3 separate regions of the Zea mays genome follow, and all the other regions are linked to region 2. A link is a contact called in public Hi-C data. All regions are on one chromosome and are shown on one strand. Each heading gives the region's core, a stretch centred on a gene start, on an enhancer-like site or on the middle of the called end of the contact. The rest is flanking DNA. Distances are from core to core; before and after follow the strand shown. Region 1 holds the start of LOC103634735 (AAA-type ATPase family protein). Region 2 holds the start of LOC100283268 (rapid ALkalinization Factor family protein). Region 3 holds the start of LOC100283868 (sentrin-specific protease 2).

Evidence for each region. Hi-C and Micro-C count contacts between places; a contact is called where the count stands out from the background.
Region 1: a contact with region 2 is called in a Hi-C map of tassel, with 2.8 times the contacts expected there. The contact joins the promoter of LOC103634735 here to the promoter of LOC100283268 in region 2. A contact is called at or near these places in 3 of 25 Hi-C or Micro-C datasets (bundle sheath, leaf and tassel).
Region 3: a Hi-C map of ear shows a contact between it and region 2, with 2.3 times the contacts expected there. The contact joins the promoter of LOC100283868 here to the promoter of LOC100283268 in region 2. A contact is called at or near these places in 2 of 25 Hi-C or Micro-C datasets (ear and tassel).

What each region holds. Positions count from the first base shown.
Region 1 is chr1:58,152,538-58,156,154 of Zm-B73-REFERENCE-NAM-5.0, reverse strand. LOC103634735 (AAA-type ATPase family protein) reads left to right here and starts at 2,310. Exons shown (of 28, transcript XM_008657320.3): 1 at 2,310-2,733; 2 at 2,828-2,993; 3 at 3,085-3,275. The coding sequence starts at 2,572.
Region 2 is chr1:58,420,234-58,424,262 of Zm-B73-REFERENCE-NAM-5.0, reverse strand. LOC100283268 (rapid ALkalinization Factor family protein) reads left to right here and starts at 1,726. Exons shown (of 1, transcript NM_001156170.2): 1 at 1,726-2,457. The coding sequence starts at 1,825. The coding sequence ends at 2,262. LOC100283409 (auxin response factor 75) reads left to right here. Exons shown (of 9, transcript NM_001156310.2): 9 at 64-414. The coding sequence ends at 191.
Region 3 is chr1:57,938,313-57,942,052 of Zm-B73-REFERENCE-NAM-5.0, reverse strand. It overlaps LOC100283868 (sentrin-specific protease 2), which reads left to right and starts at 2,130. Exons shown (of 9, transcript NM_001156766.2): 1 at 2,130-2,821; 2 at 3,184-3,263; 3 at 3,352-3,445; 4 at 3,566-3,664. The coding sequence starts at 2,303.

The DNA of each region.
Region 1 (3,617 bases), core at 1,061-3,560, 270 kb after region 2:
ACACCACTGCCCACACATATTGGCTCTTAATTATGTTAATGATGTGACTAATTTTAAAAACAACTCATTGTATGATGGAGTTTTTTTGCAGTCTCTTTTACTTGAAAAACTAAACAATGAGCTATAGGTTGTATATGCCCGGGTAGGCTGCCATTCCGTGTTCTGGGAATCCCATTGCCTGTTCTGCTTTTTCGATTCCCCCCTCTCCACACAGTCCATTCTCACCATTCCCTGTTTTCTTTCACGTACATCCCACGCCTAGCTAAAATTAAATTAAAAAAACACAAATGGCCCCAAGGGGATTCGAACCCACGACCCCTTAAGCAAATGTGCTCATAGCTACCACTACACCACACATGTGTTTATGTCTAGATCTATTATAGTAAAAACATATACTACATCTCTCTCGAAGCCCACCTGCTACCCTAACACAATGGGTAGTAGTAGATAAGTATCACCGAGATTATTAAATTATATTTTTGGATTGAGGGAGTAGTATTTAAAGAAGAGCCTTGCATGAAATTTCTTTTGTTTGAATAATGTTTTCAACTTAAATTCCTTTTTTGCATGCGTGACATTTATTCTCCGTAATATTTTTCCATGGATCTGACTTATGAGTCATTTTCATAAACCAATGACAAAGATGAATCCATGTTTCTTACTTGGAAACTCCGAACAAACACCACTAGCATGAGGCGCTCGCGTTGGCATCGCTCATCGACGACGAAAAGAAGCTTGGCGACTACCAGTTCGACCTCTGGAAGCAGTCCTACGTGGCCCGTGGCTGCATGCGCCGCCGTGTACGGCAAGCTCCAGCACAACCGCCGCTTGGACGCGGTCCAGAGCGGCTGCACCGCGCTGTCCATCGTCAAACTGGGGGACCTCATGGTTGTTGCCAATGCCAACGACTCTCGGGTTGTTCTGGGCACCGCAACCGACGACGACACCATCACGCCGTCCAGTTCATCATCCACCTGAAGCCCAACCTGTCACATAAGTCGCTACTGACCGGCCATGAATTCTTATGCGCTAGGATGACGGACATTGCTGCTGTTGTGTGAGTGTCCTCGAACAAGATGTATGTAGAGGAGTAGCACATCCGGTGGTGCAACGACCAGATGTACTACCTCGCTGATGAGCCCGAGGTGCACTTCATTTGGCAGCCCAACCAAGAGTCATCCGTACTCACCATGTCGTGCGCATTCGACGACTATTATATCAAGGATTATGGCGTCATCTAGGCGCCGGAGGTGACGCAGAGGAGGACCGACAACAATGACCACTCGCCATCGTCGGGGTAGCTTTTGTGCCGGTCTGCCTTTAATTCTCTTCACAAACACACACTTGCCTTTTTTTGTTTAAGCAAGCGTGTATGGTGGTGCGTGTCTGATGACTAATGATGTACGACAGAACTTCTACCGGCAGGTGTGATATGTGCTCTCCAATGATGAGACCATGCAAATCGTGACATATATCAAAGTCTGCATGACACTGATGGTTGCAATGTAGTAGTAAAACAGCTAAATTAAAATAACAAAATTTATGTATGGCTAGGATCACAAATGGATTATGAAACATTTTCTTATAACAATATAAGACACATTTTGTATATAAATTATCATGGTATTATATGTTCTCGTTGCAACGCACGGGTACTCACCTAGTTTAATATTAGATCTCTTGGAGGGTCTATAAAGGGTTATTTTAAAAAATACAAAAGACAGACTATTTGTCAAGATTCTGTCTCTTCACCACCATACATGTTGTCTCTTAGCTATATTTATGACCTAACGTTTCAGTGTTGTATTATACAGTGTCTTAACTATCTATTGTACTTGGGAAACCAAATCAAAGTATGAGGATTGTACATACTCTTAGAACTTATTTGTTTAATGCTAATACATGTGGATTAAACCGAATTAAATCAATTTAAATTTATAATAAGTCAAAATCCCATCCGAACTAAGGGTGTGTTTGGTTTGGCTTTTGGCTTTGACTTTTGCCCCCTAAAAGTCAAACCAAAGGGCTGAATCTGGAAAGCAATTTTTTCTAAAAGCTGACTTTCTTGTAGTGCAAAACTGAAAGCACATCTGGACCTGCTTTTAACAGCTTTTAGGTGGAACTGTGAAAATATATATGGAAGAATTTTTAGCGACTTTTAGTGGTTTCCACCGAACGATTTTTAGCTTTTTAGCAGTTCACAGCCTACAACAGTTTTTTTCACAGCTTACAACCCACAACAGTTTTTTTTCACAGCTACAGTCCAACCAAACAGACCCTATACACCACGCAAGACGAGGATTTTCCGTGAATTTCCCCAATTGCACGAGGCGGCCTCTCTATCGAGTATCGACTGGACAGCACAGTCTCACCTGTCGCGCCGCTGTTGTGTGATTGGTGGTCGCGGCGGCCGCCTTATTTTTATTCCGCTTCCCCTACTAATGCATTACTACTAATCCAAAGAATCCTTCGGTTTTGTATTCTACTCCGCTTCCTTTCGTCTTCCCCTTCGCCCCTTTCTCTCTCTCTCTCTCTCGCGTGTTCTCGCGTCGCCGTCGCCGCTGGTGCGAGATGGTCGAGACGAGGCGGAGCGCCGCCGCGAAGCGCCCGGCGGCGGGGGAAGAGGATAAGGGGGCGCCGGCATCGCCTGCATCGGCTCCCGCGGAGAACGCGGGGGCGGGTCCGAGGGCGGGTGACGATGTCGCGTCGTCGCAGCCCCCGAAGCGAGCCAAGGTCCGGATCTCCCTCCATCCCCCATGCATGTAGCCCCTTCAGGTCTCTGGTTTTGATCTGGTTTTTGTTGTTATTGCGATCTCGCTGGTGGTAGGTTGGGTGCACGGAGGCGGACACCGAGAAGCCGTTGGTGGCGCCGGCAGAAGTCGGCACCGTTGCGGGCCCACTGCCCAACACGGCTGGTCTGCAGGCGCTGACCGGCGCCATGGACAAGCTGGAGGCCCTCTTGAGGCCCAAGGAGGGTCAGTCCAATCCGGCCGGTATGAGCCTTGTCCCTACGATGTGCCTACGGCGTTCTTTCGGTTTTTGGCTTCGGGCCTTAGGGTTTGATGAGTTCCCTTGTTTGTGTAGGGCATAAGCGGGGCACTAACGATAAAGATATAACGGCGAAGATAAAGAGAGCCATGGATTTATCGGAGGATTTATCAGCAAAGATAAAGAAAACCAAGGATAATGTGGCTGGGATATTGAATAAGCCACAGGCGGCAGCCACCAGCAGGCGTCAGGAGCCCTGGTGCAGACTAATTTCACAATATACCATGGTGCGACTTCTCTTCTGTCTTTTCACTTCTCTTTCAATTAGTAGAACTCACCCATGATCTCTCGTGCTTTGGATGAGACCTTAATTACCAAAAACTACATGGCACATGTTAATCGTTCTTTGTAATTGCTATAGAAATACCATATAAAACCTCATATCAGAACTCAGGAATATGCAATACTACCTTGAACCTTACCTGTTCTCTATCTGCTCTGAGTCTTGTAACTTTAAAGAAAGCACCATCCAACCCCATTCAGTTGCAATATACACAGATACACTTTCTGTTTACTTTCTGTTTGTGGAAAAATAATTTCATACATAGTTCTATCTCAGTGCCAAGGTT
Region 2 (4,029 bases), core at 477-2,976:
AGTTACTGATACGTCTCTACATTGACTAATGTTTAGCTAACTTGCTTTTTTATGACGTTGCAGAAGGTATCAGTGGTATTCCTCGATCACAACACCACCCGAGCAACTGGGTCGGTGCTGATGATAACGACGATGACAATGAAGACGACGAGGAGCTTTTAGTCCAGACAACACCCTACTATATGGACTGAGGATAAATGCTGATTCTAAAATATGTAGGTGCATTTCAGCGTAGTGTACTATACGAACGAATTAGGAACTAGCTGAAGGCTTTACGTGTACTCTTGTAGTCTTATTTCTAGTAGGGCTGGAGTTGGTGACTTTGACTGACGCAGTAAGAACTCTCTTAACTTAGGTCATGTTTGAATGCGTTAGAGCTAATAGTTAACTGCTAACTAGTTGAAGATGTCTAAATAGTCTATCTAATAGTTCAACTATTAGCTATTTTTAATAAATTACTTAATAGTTAGTTAGCTAATTTCGCTATCATTTTTTTAGTCAACTAACTAACTATTAGTTCTAATACATTCAAATACCTCCTTAGTATCTAGTGTGACTTTCATTTCTTTTCATAATGTAGAGAAACATTAAAGTTGATCTGTTCCAATTCGCATAGATGTTAAAAGAAAACCGTGTGTTTATATATGATTCATTCACTTTTTTTCTACGTTCCCGGTGTATTTTGGGCGTGCAAAAAGAACCTCCTTGTTCATGTGTTGAGTTGCATCTCTCAATGCGTGCGTGGCTGCGTGCCCATCATCGCACTCCCACGCATGGGGTGGGGGTAGCCGGCAGGGTATGGATCTTTTTTTATTGCAGGTTGCTACAGTTTTAATCTGACTGTGTGGCTATGATTTTTATAGTATTTTGTCTCTACGTAATATAGCGGCTGCCGCCAGCCAAGCAGCCGGTGTTCCTGCAGCAGCGTGACTGAACAATGTGGTTCTTTCACTTTATCTGGCCTTGGAAGACGGTGAAAAGAAACCGAGATCTGGCATGGAAACTGCTTCCTTTAATAATAGAGGTTTTGCGTCTTCCGAGCACCCTGCACCGGCGGTCATGCTGGTTCAGGCGTGCAGCTCGCCTGGCTATCATTGGAATCTGTTGTCCCGCTGCTAGTCCGATGTGAATTACTGTATGTTAGTCTTTCATTTGCGTTCATGAACTCATCTAGCCATGTCATGACTTACAACTGATCAGGGTGTTTTAAATTTTCCGCTGCTTGCCCTGGATGTTCTAAAGCAAATGTTTTTTCAAGAGCTTTTGGAGAGCTGTTTCTTCTGTGTGGCACTGATTTGTGCATAAAAAGGATGCAGCTATTTCGTCATACGATTGAACTGTTAGTGGTGATAGCTTGATTTGTTGAAGCTGGGTGCTGAGTCCCACAGGCCATAGCAATCCCAGGCGCTTCTGGATTTATTTATTTATTTATTTATTACTTGGTAGCGTGGTTAGAAATCAGATTTCTAGCAGGTCAAACTGCAGCAAGAATCGCGCGCGGGAGCAGGAGCCTGCTAGATGTTCGTGCCTCGGCACGAGACCACGCGTTCTCGATGCCCAGCGTTGCTCGAGCAAGGTCAGCGTTGGTGGCATGACGTGGCACCGCCGTTCGCCCGGACACGATGCCATTGCCAGCGCCCAGCAGCAAACAGAACACTCCCTCCAGGCCTCCAGCTTAAAAGCGCCCCACCACCGCTCAAGGCGCTTACTCGACTCAAATCCGGTAGATTCTTGGTGTTGCATTGCAACATTCTAAACCACGCTGCCAGCTCCACCGTGCCGGCCGCCAACCTCGTTCGTACGTCTCAAAGCCCCGCGTCCACCATGGCTTCGGCACGGCACGCGCTGCTCCTCGCGGCCGCGATGTCGGCGCTCGCCGTCTCCAGCGGAGCCACGGCGTCGGAGCTGATGGTCTCGACCATCCACGCGCGCGTGGCGGCGGAGTGGGCGTGGCCGGGGGCCGGGGCCGGGGCTTCTTCCGACGACTCGTGCTGGGGCTCGCCGGAGGAGTGCCCCGTCTATTACGGCGTGGACGCCGAAGGCGGCGCCGCGACGAGGGGCCGGATGCGGCTGCAACTGTACTACGACGTGGACACCGCGGCCAGCCTGCTGCCCACGGCGCAGTACATCAGCTACAGCGCGCTGATGCCGGACTCGGTGCCGTGCTCCGTGCCGGGGGCGTCCTACTACAACTGCCAGCCGGGCGCCGAAGCCAACCCCTATACGCGCGGCTGCTCGGCCATCAACCAGTGCCGCGAGTAGCTAGCTGACTTTGCTCTCTTCTTCTTCTTCCTCTCTCTCTCTCTGATTTTTTTTTCTTTCTCGTTCCCGTGGCGTGGCACTTTCGGCCGTGGTTTCTTGCTGGCTTGCTGTGTGCTCCTGTCGACCTGCGCGTGTTGCGTTCTCGTCTGGTCATCGCCTGGAGGGCGATGGTTATTAGGTGCTTTTACGGTTTTACCATCCTGATATTCTTGATAAGCAGATCAAAGAAAACGATTACAGGAAGTTCTGGATTGGTTGCCGACCCAGCACGCCTGGTGTTGAGCACCGTTTGTGCCTTTGTGGCATTGGTACGACCAGATGGTGTGGCTCTCTCGTAGCCCGACCTGCGGATGGTCTGCCTTTAGTCGCGGACAATTTGGCCAGCGAACGGTCCGTCTTTAGACGCGTCTGATTAAATCAGGCGGATTAACTTGTATCTCTATATATGTTTATTCTTCAAAACTTATAAGAGTTGTTGAAGTACGTCTAAAAATAGGTCCAGCTTCCTATATTTTTGAAAGGTACCGATTGAAACACCAACACCGAACCAAATCAAAATATCTTCTATTACTTTATTGTGTGCCCTAAGAGTAGATAGTAACATAGGCTTCTTCATCTCGATCTTTACCTATATTCGAATCTACGTCGTCTGGAGGCATCTTGGATAGCCTACCGATCCCAAGATAAACCCTACAATCTCTCGTCCCTGACGGGTCCCTCTCGGGAGTTAGGTCTAGGTGCTGTTGGCGAACGTCGCCACCTCTGCACATGCGTGGATCGACTAGCCACCAGATGCGGACCGTCCGACTCGACGCAGAGAAGAACTCGCTCCTACTAGGTCAAACATCGTCTCGTTCCAGGCCGTGGTCCGTCCGCACCTCCGCCGGAACACCTCGTAGTGATTGGCTGGCGCCTAGATCTTGGAAGCTAACTTTATTAGGCAAATGCGCCTAGATCTTGGAAGCTAACTTTATTAGGCAAATTATTTGATAAGATGTGTTGGGATGGTTTAAAAATGAATTCTCGTAAATGTGCTTTTAGGGTATCGAGTGGAAGTTTTTAGGATTCATCATTCATGAGTATGACATAGAGGTAGATCTCGACCGATTTAGGTCCATTCGGAATGTGGTCTCCAACCTGTAAGCTTAAAATGCAGAAGTTTCTAGTCAATGTAAATTATTTGCGAAGGTTTATTTCTAACTTAGTTGGGAAGTTGATGCTTCCACTCCTATTCTTCGGCTCAAAAATAATGTCGATTTCACTTTGGGGCAGGACAATAGTAAGCATTTGATCTTATTAAAAATTATTTGTCTTCGACTCCAGTATTAAAAGCACCAAGAGCAGGAGTGTCATTCAGATTATACATTGCAGCTAAAGATAAAGTTATCGGAGTTGTTCTGACTCAGGAGACCGAAGTAAATGAGCATGTTGTGACCTACTTAAGCTAGAGGCTAGTGGATGCTGAAACAAGGTAAACCTTCGTTGAGAAATTATGCTTATGCATGTTTTATGCATGCACCAAACTTAGGTGTTATCTATTGTCTTGTCCTTACTGTTTTTGTCAAACCGGTGTGATTAAATACATGTTGCAAAACCCAATTATGAGCGGTAGAATTGGTAAATGGTCTTATGCACTTATAGAATATGGCTTGGCTTATGAATCATTAAAATCTATGAAAGGCTAGGTTGTTGCAGATTTCATTGTAGAACATCGGATTGATGATGCTCATGAACTAGACATATCATACCTCACTATTACTCCCTAAA
Region 3 (3,740 bases), core at 881-3,380, 480 kb after region 2:
ATAAGAGAGCTACTTGATCAAAAAACCATACACAATCATTATTTCCCTTGGCAACAACAACAAGAACTAGTTGGAGTTGATGTGCAAAACAATGGATATAATAAGTAGAAGGTGACTCTTGCATGATCAATGTTTTCAATCCTTTAATATCACCTCTCAGATTAGAGCCCTAGTCGCAGTGGCTGCAGGTAGAGTCTGATTACTATAAAACACCGCAGACTAAAATAAAAATGTTCGTCGACCAGTAGTGAAAATGTGCGTTCAGAGATGACATGGCGCCCCATATATCTGCTGATGCCGAAATGTTCAGATTGTTCTTCATAGTAATTGCCTGATTTTTCGCAATCCAAACCGAATGTAACATAAAACTACAGAGACAATACATGACCTGATGTTTCGACTGACACATAAACATCCATATCCATACAAAAATTGGATTGCAAATTACTTGTCGTACACCGCCAGCCGACCACCGGAGTCCGAAGACGGGCAACCAGGCAGGAAGCAGCCACGCACCAGGAACAGCCGCGCAGCGGCGCAGGCTGCAGGAACGGCCAGTCGCCGCCCGCCAGGAACTCAAGAAGGCAACCAGGCAGGAACATGAACAACCATATTGTTGAGTTGTTGTGGGCATGTGGCTAGCCGCCAGAAACGATAAGGTCATCAGTAGAAGTTGGAACGGTCGACGCCGGGATGGACGAGTGAGGTCCCCGGTGGGTCCGCCCCTGCATGGGGCTAAAGTAAACAAACTAAAATTTAGTCACTTAAGAGGCTAAAGTTCTAAACAGAATGGACTAGAAGGGACTAAAATGTTTTAGCTCCTTTAGCTTACAAGGAGGAGCTAAACTGAACTAAAACAGGGTCCCCACACTTGCGCTTGCCGCCTGCTTCATCTTCCACTAATCACAGCGCTAGCTGCCTGGTCTCCACGGTAGCATTTATGATTTAATGATTGCTTTAATCACTTGTTTCAAACATGAGTAACTAAATTTTAGTTAGTTATTTTAGTCACTTTGGTCTCCAAACAGACCACTAGTGAGTGATGATGCGATGTGTTGCAGGCGTTGGGTGAAGGACTGAGACTGTCTCCAGCAAGACACGCTAAACGGTATTGTTCGCTATATTTGGGGGATGAAACGTCTGGTAGGCGTCCAGCAACGTCCGATAAACAGACCTGTAAATTTTGGTATGCGTCCTTCAACCTCTAAATGTGGCGGAAGGGAATCGTCCACCAAACTTCGACCTCTAAATGTGGCGGAAGGGAATCGTCCACCAAACGTCAGTTGCTTCCTCCTCCCGCCTCGATCTGAAAAGTTCCGAGCTCGTGTCTATGCTGCTTGCGACCTTCTTCCTCGAGGCGATAGTTGGATTGCAACGGTTCTCGTCGGAGCTCGACACGAAGCTGAGCGGCAGGAGGGCGAAGTGTGGCGAATATGATTTTAGGCTGGTCCTGATTTAGTTGAGATAAAGGTAAGCAAGTCGTCGTAGCAATCAAGGTCGAGCTCGGTCGCCATGGCGGCGCGGAGGACTTGGGACGCACCATACCTATCTTTGTCGCGTGTTGGTGAGTTGGCGAGTCTGGTTGCAGTAGCTTCGCTTTGGTCTGTGAGGTGGATGGCGAGCGACGGCTGCAAAAAGTGACGTCGGAAAAGACGCGTGCAAGGTGCTCGATGTAATGCCTGTGTACAACAAATGTGAAGGAAATATACGACTAGTAATCAGTTTGTCATTTTATATCCATACAAAACTATTAATTAATTCATGATGCTGGAGTATTTCATCATTTTTAATGGCGTACGTTTAATCCAATTGAAATATAAGAAAAACAAAGAATAAATATGGTAGTTTATGTATTCTAACGCTATAGATATAGAGGACCGAATTTAGAAAATATTGTTGAAGATGAGAAATATATAGAAGACCAAAATCTTTTAAAATGTACTATAAAGAAATAAAATATTTTTTTAGAGGGTGAAATTTATGACGTTCCTCGAGGCTGGAGAAGCCTGAAGGTGCTCCTGGACTACCCAGCCGGCCAGGCGTTCGCGTTCACGTGGCACGTGAGAGTCGCGTGATGCGGTGCATGGGCCGGCCCGTACCTATTTGGAATTTCACAAAAAAAAAGGGGTGGGGGAAGATCGGGCGTCGCCCGTCCGTCTCCTCTCCCCGCTCCGCTGGTCGCCTTCTCCCCTCCCCGCGAACTCGGGCTCAAAGCAAACCAAACCCCTTCTAGGGTTTGCGCTCCGGGCATGATCCCCTTGTAGCCACCGCCTCCCATGGCCCTAGCCGTGTCCTGCTGGCCATGACCACCTCGGCTTCCCCACTCTTCCCCAACCCGCGCAAGCGCCACCTCGACGCCTCCCCCCTTCCCCGCCACTTCCACGGCCCGCAGAGCCAAACCCGCCTAAGCCAGCGCCACCGCCGCCGGTTCTTCTTGCCGCTACCACCGAAGGCGCGGTCCTTCGCTTCCGACATGGGAAATCACATGTCCAGTGCCTTCGGTTGGCCCAGTGATGACGGGCGGGGGCTCCTCTGTTGCTGGATCGGCAAGGCGCGGGGTCTCACGGTGGCCATGGATGTGGAGGCGGGGACGGGACTGCATTTGGTGGACCGGCGGAGGGTTACGGATTCGAGGAAGACTACGTTGAAGGAGGAGGCGGTGAAGCCTCCCCAATGGAAGAAAAGGAGGCCCTTCTACAAGGAGGCGTTGGAGGCAGCAGCGACACATTACGATCCGAGGCTGGAGGCAATCGGGATCGAGATAAGGCTCCAAAAGGAGAAGCTTGCCTATATACCAAAGTCGGATAAGGCTGCCAAGGAGGTAGTTTGATCTGTGTATACTCTGCTTTGCTATTGTCATGCTAGGTGACATGGAAGGAAAATGAGTGATCGAGTTTCCATCTTGCACTTAATTAGTGGGGTTTATTTGGAATTGGTGCTCTGGAACAGAAAATTGAGTGAATTGCTTCGAAATTGTCTCTAGCTCCAACCTTTAACAATTCTATTGTTAAATGGTATTTTAATTGATAAATAACTTAGAAGAGGCATGCATGATTTTTTTTAAATGTCTTGGATGAAACTGCATGCCTACACAAAAAGCTACTTACTGACCATGTTATGCACATGTTTGATGGCAGCTCAGCACCATTTTTTTTTGCTTTATCTAACTACTGCCCATTCTAGGATATGTCTGAACTATTTAAACCTCTCACTGCTGAGGAGGAAAATGATGTTCATGACTGTCTCTACAGTAGAGGCTCGAGGTACTCTTTCATGAACCTGCTTGCATGTTTTTAAAGCTTTCTATATACCATATAAGCTTAATTGAGTGCCCTGGTTCCCTCATTTCAGTAGCAAAGTTCTAGTGCTGCATGAACCATCTAACATTGAGGTTAGCAAAGAGAAATTCCAGTGCTTGAGACGTGGCTGCTGGTTAAATGATGAGGTCATATTCATTCTGTATATTCTATACACACTTCGCTAATTCTATCTTTGACAAGTATGGGTGATTAACTGATTACATGTCTCCATGCTTGATTATGATAAATATTTCTCATACTTGTAGGTTATTAATCTGTACCTTGAATTGTTGAAGGAGCGAGAAAAAAGAGAACCAAACAGGTTTCTGAAATGTCATTTCTTTAATACATTCTTTTATAAGAAGGTTAGATTGTTTACTCCTTTATGCTTCAATTATTGCACCTGCAGGATGTTTGCATCTTTTTTCCGTACTAAAATTG